Linked DNA regions of Mus musculus: all the other regions are linked to region 1. Evidence: chromatin contacts called from public Hi-C data. All regions are on one chromosome and are shown on one strand. The core of a region is the stretch at or near the end of the contact, and the rest is flanking DNA. Distances in the headings are between cores, read along the strand shown.

The links. A called contact is a pair of places that touch in the nucleus more often than the background predicts.
Region 2: a contact with region 1 is called in a Hi-C map of the N1E-115 cell line, with 3 times the contacts expected there. The contact joins two enhancer-like sites. A contact is called at or near these places in 2 of 39 promoter capture datasets (3T3-L1-derived adipocytes and the HPC-7 cell line), 7 of 484 Hi-C or Micro-C datasets (the HL-1 cell line, the N1E-115 cell line, adipose-derived mesenchymal stem cells and 4 more) and 1 of 115 datasets of contacts at active chromatin or transcription factors (pancreatic cancer cells).
Region 3: a contact with region 1 is called in a Hi-C map of the N1E-115 cell line, with 2.4 times the contacts expected there. The contact joins two enhancer-like sites. A contact is called at or near these places in 3 of 39 promoter capture datasets (the 3T3-L1 cell line, the HPC-7 cell line and hippocampal neurons), 1 of 484 Hi-C or Micro-C datasets (the N1E-115 cell line) and 2 of 115 datasets of contacts at active chromatin or transcription factors (effector CD8 T cells and pancreatic cancer cells).

Annotation. Positions count from the first base shown.
Region 1 is chr8:117,065,678-117,068,904 of GRCm38.p6, reverse strand. Pkd1l2 (polycystic kidney disease 1 like 2) reads left to right here. Exons shown (of 43, transcript NM_029686.4): 6 at 592-821; 7 at 2,989-3,227. Among named protein-coding and RNA genes, the nearest start is that of Pkd1l2, 15 kb to the left of the region's middle. Within about 2 kb of position 1,769, at least 24 of the 459 cell types and tissues checked have an H3K27ac peak or open chromatin away from gene starts, as enhancers often do. A contact at or near this core is called in the HPC-7 cell line and the N1E-115 cell line, where this site is marked.
Region 2 is chr8:117,370,769-117,373,995 of GRCm38.p6, reverse strand. The region is part of intron 1 of Cmip (c-Maf inducing protein); the gene reads right to left. Among named protein-coding and RNA genes, the nearest start is that of Gm39260, 51 kb to the left of the region's middle. Within about 2 kb of position 1,670, at least 118 of the 459 cell types and tissues checked have an H3K27ac peak or open chromatin away from gene starts, as enhancers often do. A contact at or near this core is called in the HPC-7 cell line and the N1E-115 cell line, where this site is marked.
Region 3 is chr8:117,333,872-117,337,098 of GRCm38.p6, reverse strand. All of the region lies in intron 1 of Cmip (c-Maf inducing protein), which reads right to left. Among named protein-coding and RNA genes, the nearest start is that of Gm51554, 20 kb to the right of the region's middle. Within about 2 kb of position 1,453, at least 119 of the 459 cell types and tissues checked have an H3K27ac peak or open chromatin away from gene starts, as enhancers often do. A contact at or near this core is called in the N1E-115 cell line, where this site is marked.

The sequences.
Region 1 (3,227 bases), core at 520-3,019:
ACTGGGGAGACCGAGACCGGAGGATCCCGGTAGTTCACTGGACTCCTGAAGAATATCACCCAAGGTTGACCTCTGGCACACACACACACACACACACACACACACACACACACACACGTAATTGTTTTCAAAGGGTTGGCAGCTGACATTTTCCAAGGCTGATCCATGCTATTCCTGATCCCATGCTGAGTTGTCATAGTGTGACCTCCCCTAACATAGAGAACAGGGCGTGTTGTGTGACATCTTTTTCTTGTCTTTGTCAAACTTTTATGTATTTATTTATTTACTGACTGACTGACTGACTGACTGAGACAGTCCAGACTAGCCTCTGAATCACTATGTAGCAGAGGATGATCTTGAACTTCTAATCTTCTGCCTCCTCCTGCCGGGTGCTGGGACCACAGATAGGCGTCGTCGCACCCAGTTAACGGAGGGCTGGAGATCAAATTCCAAACAGCATCCATGCTAGACAAGACCGCTCCCCACTGTGCTACATGCGGTCCCGCCCCCGCCCCTGCCATCTTGCCTTTGCAGAGCACGAGAGTTGTGAACTCATGTATGATTGTTGAACCCCCGCTCTCCCTCCCACAGTGTGTCCAGCAACGTGACCCACCAGTTCAGCTCTCCTGGGGAGTTCACAGTGTTTGCTGAGTGTACGACCAGTGAGTGGCACGTGACTGCTCAGAAGCAAGTGATCCTTTGCGAGAAGGTGGAGACGCCTCGTATCACTGGGTGCACTGGCCTGGCTGGAGCTGGAGTCGGCCTTCTCTGTCAGGCTGTCTTTGGGGAACCCCTGTGGGTTCAGGTGGATCTGGATGGAGGTGAGTCTGCAGGATGGAGCAGGTGGAGGCACGTGGTGGGATTTGCCTCTCCCAAATCTATCCAGCTAACCTGAGGCTTTAGCGTCTTAGCTACCTTGTGTTCATTTTTTTAAACACCCGTGGCATCTTCAGGGCTCTAAGTGCTTGACCTGTGATGGCACACTCAGGATAGACTCCACGTTAATCCACCCCAAGCTAGGTTAGTGAGCCGGCGAGAACCCTCACCTTCCCAAGGCTCTTTCTGCAAGTCCACAATCTATATCTGAAACACCGGCTCTCCATACCACTTCTCTGGGCGGCGGGGGGGGTGGGGGGTGGGGGGTGGAGGGGTGGGTTTCAATAGGAAGGGGTGGGACTGGGAGGGGCTGACCACTTGCGTGGCGCCATCCTGTAGCCATGAAACCTGACAATCAGCGGTTCACACATGGATACAAGCCTATCCACAGTTCTGGCGAGGGTACACTCTGATTGGACACAGTGTCTTCCACTTAAGCCAGAGGCCATTCTGATTGGTTCCTGCATCTACCTTGATTAGCCAAGGCTTCTACGCTGATTGGTTACAGCTTCCGCTCTAATTTATTACAGAGATCACTCTAACTGTGCCCACCGATCCATTACTCCTTGGCACATCCATCCCAGGGCTTGGATTGTTCCCATCGATATTTTAAGTAGCACCGTTTTTGCCCACAGAGACACCCCTGCCTTATCCACAGCAATCTTTCCCCACAAAGCATAGTCCAGTTAGAGTGCTTAATGGAGACCTTTTGACATAAATTATGCAGTGCAGAGCTAGGGTGATGGTGATGGTGGTGTGGGGGATGTTGGTGGTGATGGCGTAATGATGATGGTGATGGTGGTGATGATGGTGATGATGATGGTGGTAATCATCAAATGAGGAAGGATCTGACTCAGTATGACATCTTTCACTCGGTCGTCTTAATGGGGATGTGATGGGGCTCTGACACGGCACTCGTGAGCTTCCTTCCTGTTCCTGTGTGCCTGCTGCCTAACAGGGGCTGGTATGTGCACCCGGGGTAAAGTAAAAAAAATCTTTTGTTGATTTATTTAGTCTTCCTACAAATGTAATTGTGTGTCAGCTCTGCCAGGCGTGGGGAAGGTGGGGATACACATGAAAGCAAAGGGCCCTGCTCCTGTAGGGCTTTGGGCTGTCACCATTATCACCAAATGATTATCATCACCATCATCAACACCACTATCTTCATCATCATCACCACCACCACCACCACCAGTATGTCCTCTTCTCCTCCTCCTCTTCCTCCCCCTATTTTTCCCCCTTTATCCAAACAAGAAATGTATTTGGCATGGCTTCTACTGGGAAGAATATCATCTGGTTACACACACATATTTTCAACCCACTATAATATTTGGCATCCAGCTAGGACGGCAATCTGCAGCCTGCAAGGGAGGCGCCACTTTGTGGGGAACAGGCTGAGTTTTATAGAGATTTGCCTGTCCTAGGTCATCAGTGGATGTTGGAGGAAACACCTTCACCTATTTTGGCTGAAAACAACTCTTGAAGTTCATTCTCCTGCTTTCCTGCTTCACAACTCTTGTGCACCCCCCCCCATGCCTCTTTTTCAGTTTCTTACTGAAGGGGGGGTGTCCCTATCATCAGGATGTTCTAAGCATTTGCTACAAACTTCTGGTTTCAAGGGCATAAACAAATAACAACGGGGCTGCAGCTGCAGCTGTTGGAAGAGTACTTGCCGTTCAAGAAACCCTGGGTTTGGTCTCCAGACTGAACACAGTGGTGCTGGCCTGTAATACTGATTCTTGAGAGGTTCAGAGAGGAAAATTAAAAGTTCAAGGCCAGCCTCTGCTACATAGTGAATGAAGTCAAGGACAGCCTGGGCTACTTTAGACCCTATCTCAAAAACAAACAAACAAACAAACAAACAAACAATTTAAAAAATGATCAGAGAGGATCCAGAAAGTTTAAAAAAAAATCACTTACTAAACCGATCTCAAAAATAGTTAAAAATTAGTTACAGTTAGCATTTAGCACAGTGGTTTATCCTCATGTATTTCTTTGGACCCATATCTATGTCTACTGCTGAATTTGACATTAGAACTCAGCCTGAACTATCTTAGAATGCTAGCTGCACCGTTGATAATAGCTTTTCTAAATTTCCCTTACTCTCGCTAGGAGCCGGGGCGACTTATGCTGTGCTTTCGCATAACAGAACTCTGGCTGAGTTCACCGCCCAGAGGGGCTCGCAGCTTTACAATCTGACCTTGGACAGAGACATCCAGGAGATGCTGGGCCCTGGGAGGCACCACCTAAAGATCCAAGCTGTCAGCAATGAAGGCACCGGCACTGCCTCCGCCCCCTCTGGAAACTTCACTGTGTACTTTGTAGAGCCGCTGTCGGGGCTGCGGGCCTCC
Region 2 (3,227 bases), core at 421-2,920, 310 kb before region 1:
GCTATCAGGTTCGAGAATCTAGGTTCATTTCTCTCTCTCTCTCTCTCTCTCTCTCTCTCTCTCTCTCTCTCACACACACACACACACACACACACACACACACAAAATATTCATTAATACTCCAATATATTTCTTTCATTTAAATTTTGACTGTATGTAACTCTGATCTGAATACTGGGTACACAAATGTATGCTGTGCTGTGTACATGTGCCATGCAGAGGTATACAGAAGCCAGGGGACATTGAATGCCCCGTGATACAGTTATCGATTTTTGGTCACCCTCTTGAGTTAGGGTCTCACTAAACCTGCAGCTAGCCTGCTTCTGTCTAGTCTGATTTGGCTTCTGCGCTATGGGCCTCAACCTGTCTCTTCTGAGACACTGGAGTCACAGATGTGTATTGCCATGCCTGGCCTTTACATGAATGCTGGGGATTCGAACCTGTGTCTTTATGCTTGTAAAACAAGGTCTCTTACACTGCACCCATCTCTCAGGCTCTCCTGACTATTCTTAACTGGAACTTGTATTACTCTTTATCTACTGTGCACATATGTGTATGTACACACACACACACACACACACACACACACACACACACACACACAGTTTATATGTTGCAATCCACTTGTGGGAGTCAGTTCTCTCCTTCCACCCAGGGATCACGCTCAGGTCGTCAAGCCTGCTGCCTTTATGTCAGGCTTGCTGACTTTACCCTGTGAGTCATCTCAACGGCCCTAAACTTTTTTTTCCCTGAGTCCCAAATCAAAGAATGTGCTTGCGCTGTACCTACGAGCATCCACTCGGGAGTTTCTCTCTGCTCCCGCCGGTCTGCTTTGCATGAGCGATAAACAACTCCGAGGTGAACATCCCTGTGAAGCCTGTTTTTCTAGCCTATATTTAGGATTATTTCTTTAGGCCAGATTCCCAGAAATGGAATTACTGGGACAAAGGGTTAGAGCGTGTTTTCTGCTGTTGCCAAATTACTCTCATTAGAGAGATATTAAGGAGTCCTGGGAGCCCTGGCCAGGAATGAGGGACCCACTGCTGCCTCAGCTGGGCGCTACTTTCTGGCCACGTTCTAACAAGATGGCTTTGGCACTAGGGTTTCTGAACTAAGCACCATGTTGGGTCAGCATGTGTTGGGTACTAAGGATACAGACATCCAGCACCCAAGGTCCTGGCTCTTGGGGTACAGCCTTCTGGGACACTATGAGTTGTGCATTGGGGACACTGCCTTCTCATGGGAGGTGGGGACAAATCTCAGAGCCGTGGCGGTGTTCTGCTATGGAACTAATATGGGCTCGTGTAAGAGGGCCTGCTATTAAAAAAAAAAAAAAAAACCCGCCCTCTAGAATTCTGTGATAAGCCTGGCTCAAACGCATCCAAGACCTAAATGGGAGACAGAGCAGGTGGCTGGGGGGGTCCCTCGCCAGTGTTCCCCCTTCCCAAACCCCAAGACCTTCAGAGCTAATGTTTCCATTAATTATCTGCTTTCACAGGCTTCTCATCCAGTGGGGTGCTCATCCAACATCCTTCACCATCCTGTCTTTCAGAGATCAGCTCTGCCGCCCGCCCCAGCCAATCGCCGGTTTCCATGGTGATGAGCACATGACTCATGAGTCTTCAGCCCCCAGGACGAGGCTCTAGGCTGACTCAAGACATACATTCCAGTGGGATGGGGGGCTCCCACACCCCAAAAGGAAAAGCCTATCTGGAAAGTCCCTCTCTCTATCAGCCACTCCAGACTGGAGCCGCCGCTAAGTGCCGCAGCAGAAGCCTCATAGAGGCCTGGGTTGTAAGCAGCAGGCTGGTTGTCACTCCGGCAGCTGAGTGGAACTTGAGTCATCCCAGTCGCAGAGCAGGGTCCTTTGGCGCCATCGTGCTGGCACCTGGCACAGCAGTAGGATGCTCTGGTCTGGTCTCCAGGAGCGATGGATGGATGATGCCACATGATCTGACAGGAAGCCCCTTCCAGCGCAGGACAGTACCACATCTGTGTTCTCAATGGTCGTTCTGCCAGGGACTAGTACCCATCATGCCAAGAAGCCAACACCTGACGGGGAAACGCCCTCACCTGCCCATCACATTCTACCTGTGTGAATCTGCCTATTCAGAACACTGCTACACAGGCTCAGAGTGGAGGCCCTGCCTCACCTCTGTTGGTGGCTGAATGTGCCCCACTGTGTAGACCATCTACATGCTCTACCTACTCATGGCCACTTGGACCTCCTATTCTCCCATCATTGTGAAAAGCCTTTGTCCTATTATCTTTCCAATGGGGTGACAGGAAGATACCCACGTCACAAACACAGTCGCCACTCATCGGATCCCACTCTATCAGACCTTATGCCCAAAGCTCCACCCACCCCACCAAAACCCACCCACCACAAGCCCCACCCTCACCAAGCATATCCCCCCAACACACACCCCACACACTCTAGTTCCATAGACCACTCTAGCCCCAGCTCAGGGCTTGACTTCACTCAACCACACTGCAAGCAAGGGAGCTGTAGTCACCCTGAGGAAATGGAGAGAGAGGATATGACGGGTCACAGGCTTCTTCCTGCTTCCCACCATGACCCAATCTCACAACCACAAACAGAGAGAGACCTGGACAGTCCAGGGCAGTGCGCACCGTGCAGAATGGGGCTAAGGCCAGCAGGATGGGGGGGGGGGGTCTGGTCTCCCACTGCTGCACAGCTGCGGAGTCCCCGCCCACCTAGAACAGCAGCTGCGCTACAGTTGGACCCCTGGCTTAAAAAAACAAAACAAAAACAAAAACCTGCAACGCAGGGGGGCCTGAAGGGCAGGGCCATCCCAGGACTCCATGAGGACTGTGATGAGGCATACAGGGGGCTCATTAATCAAGAAGCCAGCCTCGGCAGCTGCCCCCTTTTATGGCTAAATGCCTCAAGAAGTTTAGTAACAGAGCCAAGGCTAGCTATTTCCATATCCCGACCCTTCCAAGACCCATCTTCTCTGCGGGCATGGGAAGGGTGGGAATTTGGTCCCTGGGCCTGGCACTTTGGCATCTGTCCCAATAAGGTGCCTTTGCTACTGAAACGGTTGATGAGGGGCTCAAAGATGTCTCCAAGTCAGCTCCGTTCTACCCAGAATCTGCAGACATGTCTAAGAACAGTAACAGCCAGGCGGGTGGGACCTGAACTCCCCACGGGTACCACAGTTCCAAGGGACTCTACCCTGGGGAAGGTCCCACTGGGACCTCTT
Region 3 (3,227 bases), core at 204-2,703, 270 kb before region 1:
AAAGGAACATTCAACTCTCAGACCCCAGTGCTTGTATCCTGGAACTCACTCTGTAGACCAGGCTGGCCTCAAACTCAGAGCCTCTGCCTCCCAAGTGCTGGGATTACAGGCATGCGCCACCACTGCCCAGCCAAGTATTTCTTTTTAAAATAGAAATAGCATTCCATAAGGAATAAGAAACACCAAGAAGTAACCCAGGGACTGGCTAGGTTGGCCAGGACACACAGCCAACAGGGAGAGGCACAACAGGTAACAGGGAGAGCCACTCCATCTAGCTGTGTGACCTCAGGCAAGTGACTTGACCCCTCTATTCCTTCATGTTTCATATGAAAGAATTCAACTAAAAAATACTGTGAATGCGGAATAAGCAAAATAGCACAGTGTCAAAGCAAGGCCAGTGAGTCCTGGGCAATAACAGTCCCCGGGAGTCCTGGAAGAACTGTAGAGGACAGAGAGTAGCGATGGCCCAAAGCTGCAGAGAAACAGAAAATAGGAGTGACTCAAGTTAACTGGGGGGGTGCCTCGCTCCTTACAGCAAAACAGCTCTAGATTAACATCGGCCAAATCCCCCTTTTTAAGAACAAGTAATGCTTGCTTGACCTTAAAACTTGGAGGAGTTGGAGCTAGAGAGATTGGCTCTTGCAAAAGGTTCCGGGTTAAGGACCCAGCACCTACACAGCAGCTCACAACCATCTTCAACTCCAGTTCCCAGAAGTCTGATGCCCTCTTCTGGTCTCTGCAAGCACCGAATGTACATGGTACGTGGACGTACACTCAGGCGGCACACATATATACTCAAACCATTTCTAATTAGAACAATTTTCTAAGCCACTAATTAACTAATTAAGACACACAAGCCTCTGACAACTGGGAAAAAATGTAAAACTTCTCTACATATAAATATTTTTAAACAAAAATCAAGAAGCTTAGAAAGAGAGAGAGAGAGAGACAGACAGACAGACATTGCTTGATAGGAAGAAGAGCTGAAAGGGATCAGCAGGGCAGGTGGCTCAGTTAATAAAATGTCTACCAACAAAGCATGAGGACACAGGTTCAAATCCCCAGCAACCACAAAAAAGCTGGGCAGGGCAGTACATGACTGCATCCTGGTGACAGAAGTAGTAAATAAGAGTCTTGGGGCTTGCTGAGCAGCCGGCCAAACTGGTGAGCTCTAGGTTCAATGAGAGACCCTGTCTAAAAATGGAATAAAAGTAGAGATGTACGCACACACCAACGGGTTCTCTACTTAAAAAGACAGCCTAGCCAAGTGCTTTTCAACAAAGACACCCATACAATTCAAAAAACAACAACAAAGAATTGCAGAGATTCTGCACTTCTGGTGAGAACACCAAGGACCGTCCCACACTCGTCAGAATGACCAAGCAGGCACAGCCTTATTCTCACAGCCAGCCTGGCAAGGGTACATTCCTGAAAGGCCTGGCCAGGAGACACAGCCTGGCCACAGACTGCCTGGGACGTGCCCAGGTGCAGGAAGCCAGACTCAGACATGTGGCCGCAGACTAGAGAAACGCCCCTTCTTATCCACAAAGGGGACAGTGGAGGCTAGCAGCCACGGGGTACCTCTCCTACTTTGTCGGGAGTTGGGGTGGGGGAGCAGGAGGCAAGATGAAAAGATGCCACCCCAGCCCACCCCGTGTCCCAGTCTCCCAGTGACAGACAGAGACGGGGATGGGAAGACCTCTGCCCTCCGCCTCCTTCAGGCTAGCGCCCTCCTCGCTGTCTTGCACAGACATGCCCCACTCTGTGTGCTCTGGAGCCTCCACACAGAAACTGTAGGGTGACATCAGTAAGAACAGTCAGGCACTCGGTGGCCGCCTGTACTCAGCAGGCAGACTTCAACAAGCCCAGCCCGCAGAGCTCTGGGGATTCAGTTGTTCACAGTGCAGCTATTCAATGAGCACCTAATGTGTGTCATCTGGGGTGGGGGGTGGGGAGGACACGGATGACAAGCAAAAAAACCCCAGCTTTCCTAGTGGGAGGAGACAGGGACAAAATAAAAACACCAGGCCTGTTCACTTCCGATAAGTGCTAAGGCAGGAAACAAGAAATAAATGGAAGAGGCGGGGAGGGCCAACCTCTCAGATGGTTGGGACATAAAGGTCTAAGAAGAGAGCAAAGGAGGCTCAGAAGAGACAGAGAGGCCTTACGGCCGGGGAAGGGGGGCGATGAGGGGAGGGCAGTGTGTTTGGAATCATTACTGCAAGCAAGAGAGGTGAGTTCTGCTTGTCACTGGTAGGCGACACATGGTGCCAAGGTCTCACAGTTAATCATTGAAAGACTGGCTAGGCAGGGTGAGAAAGGGTACGGGCAGACATACCCTATACTCATCCGCAGTGCCCCTGTGGGATGCCTTCATCCTGTCTGGAGGATGGTTGCCAGCCCCTGTCCCCAAGACACCTGGCTGGAAGCCCCCCACTGGCACATGGCTCAGCAGTGGGCTTTCTCCGCTGGTTTCCCCTCCCTAGCTCCACAGAGCCTCTCTGTACCTTGCGGGACAGAGTGGAGGGCAGCTGGCCCCAGTCCCTGGGGAGGCTCACAGCTATTAGCAGGACTTAAAGAGACCTAAAGGGTTACAAACAAGCTAGCCATCTACTGGTTCAATTTATTGGCCTGGCAGAAGAGGTCATTCAGGAAATATTTTCAAATCAGTGATGACCAGTATTCTAGGAGACAGCTGTGTGTGTGTGTGTGTGTGTGTGTGTGTGTGTGTGTGTGTGTAAAAGCCTTATGTTGACATAAGCACACACGTGAGCATGGCTTTCTACCCAAGTCCAAAGGTGAACTGTTTTACTGGCGTCTAATAATTAGGAAGTTTTTACAGTCAGCGTAAATGTAGATAAGCCGGTGAGGGCAGAACTCTGGGCCTCCACTTTGAAGCCCGGCTCAAACAGGTGTAAACTGTGACCTTGGGCGTAGCTAAGCCTCCCCTGCCTCCATTTCCTTGGTTTTGGATGACTGTGAACACCCCAGAGAACGGACAGGAAGCACAGGGCTTCGAGCACACAGAGCCACCCCCCCCAGTGCTAAGGCTTCACTGGGGAGGGTGGGCCAGACCCGTGTAAGCAAAATGCAGCACAGGTGAGCTCACCAACTGGCCCCCAAGTAGTAATTTGTAGCCGACAAAGCTTCCCTCAGCCAGGCAGCCCTTTTTTGCTTGCTTACCAAGGGCATGGTTGGAATCAGCCAGTCTGAGAGAAACCCTGGCA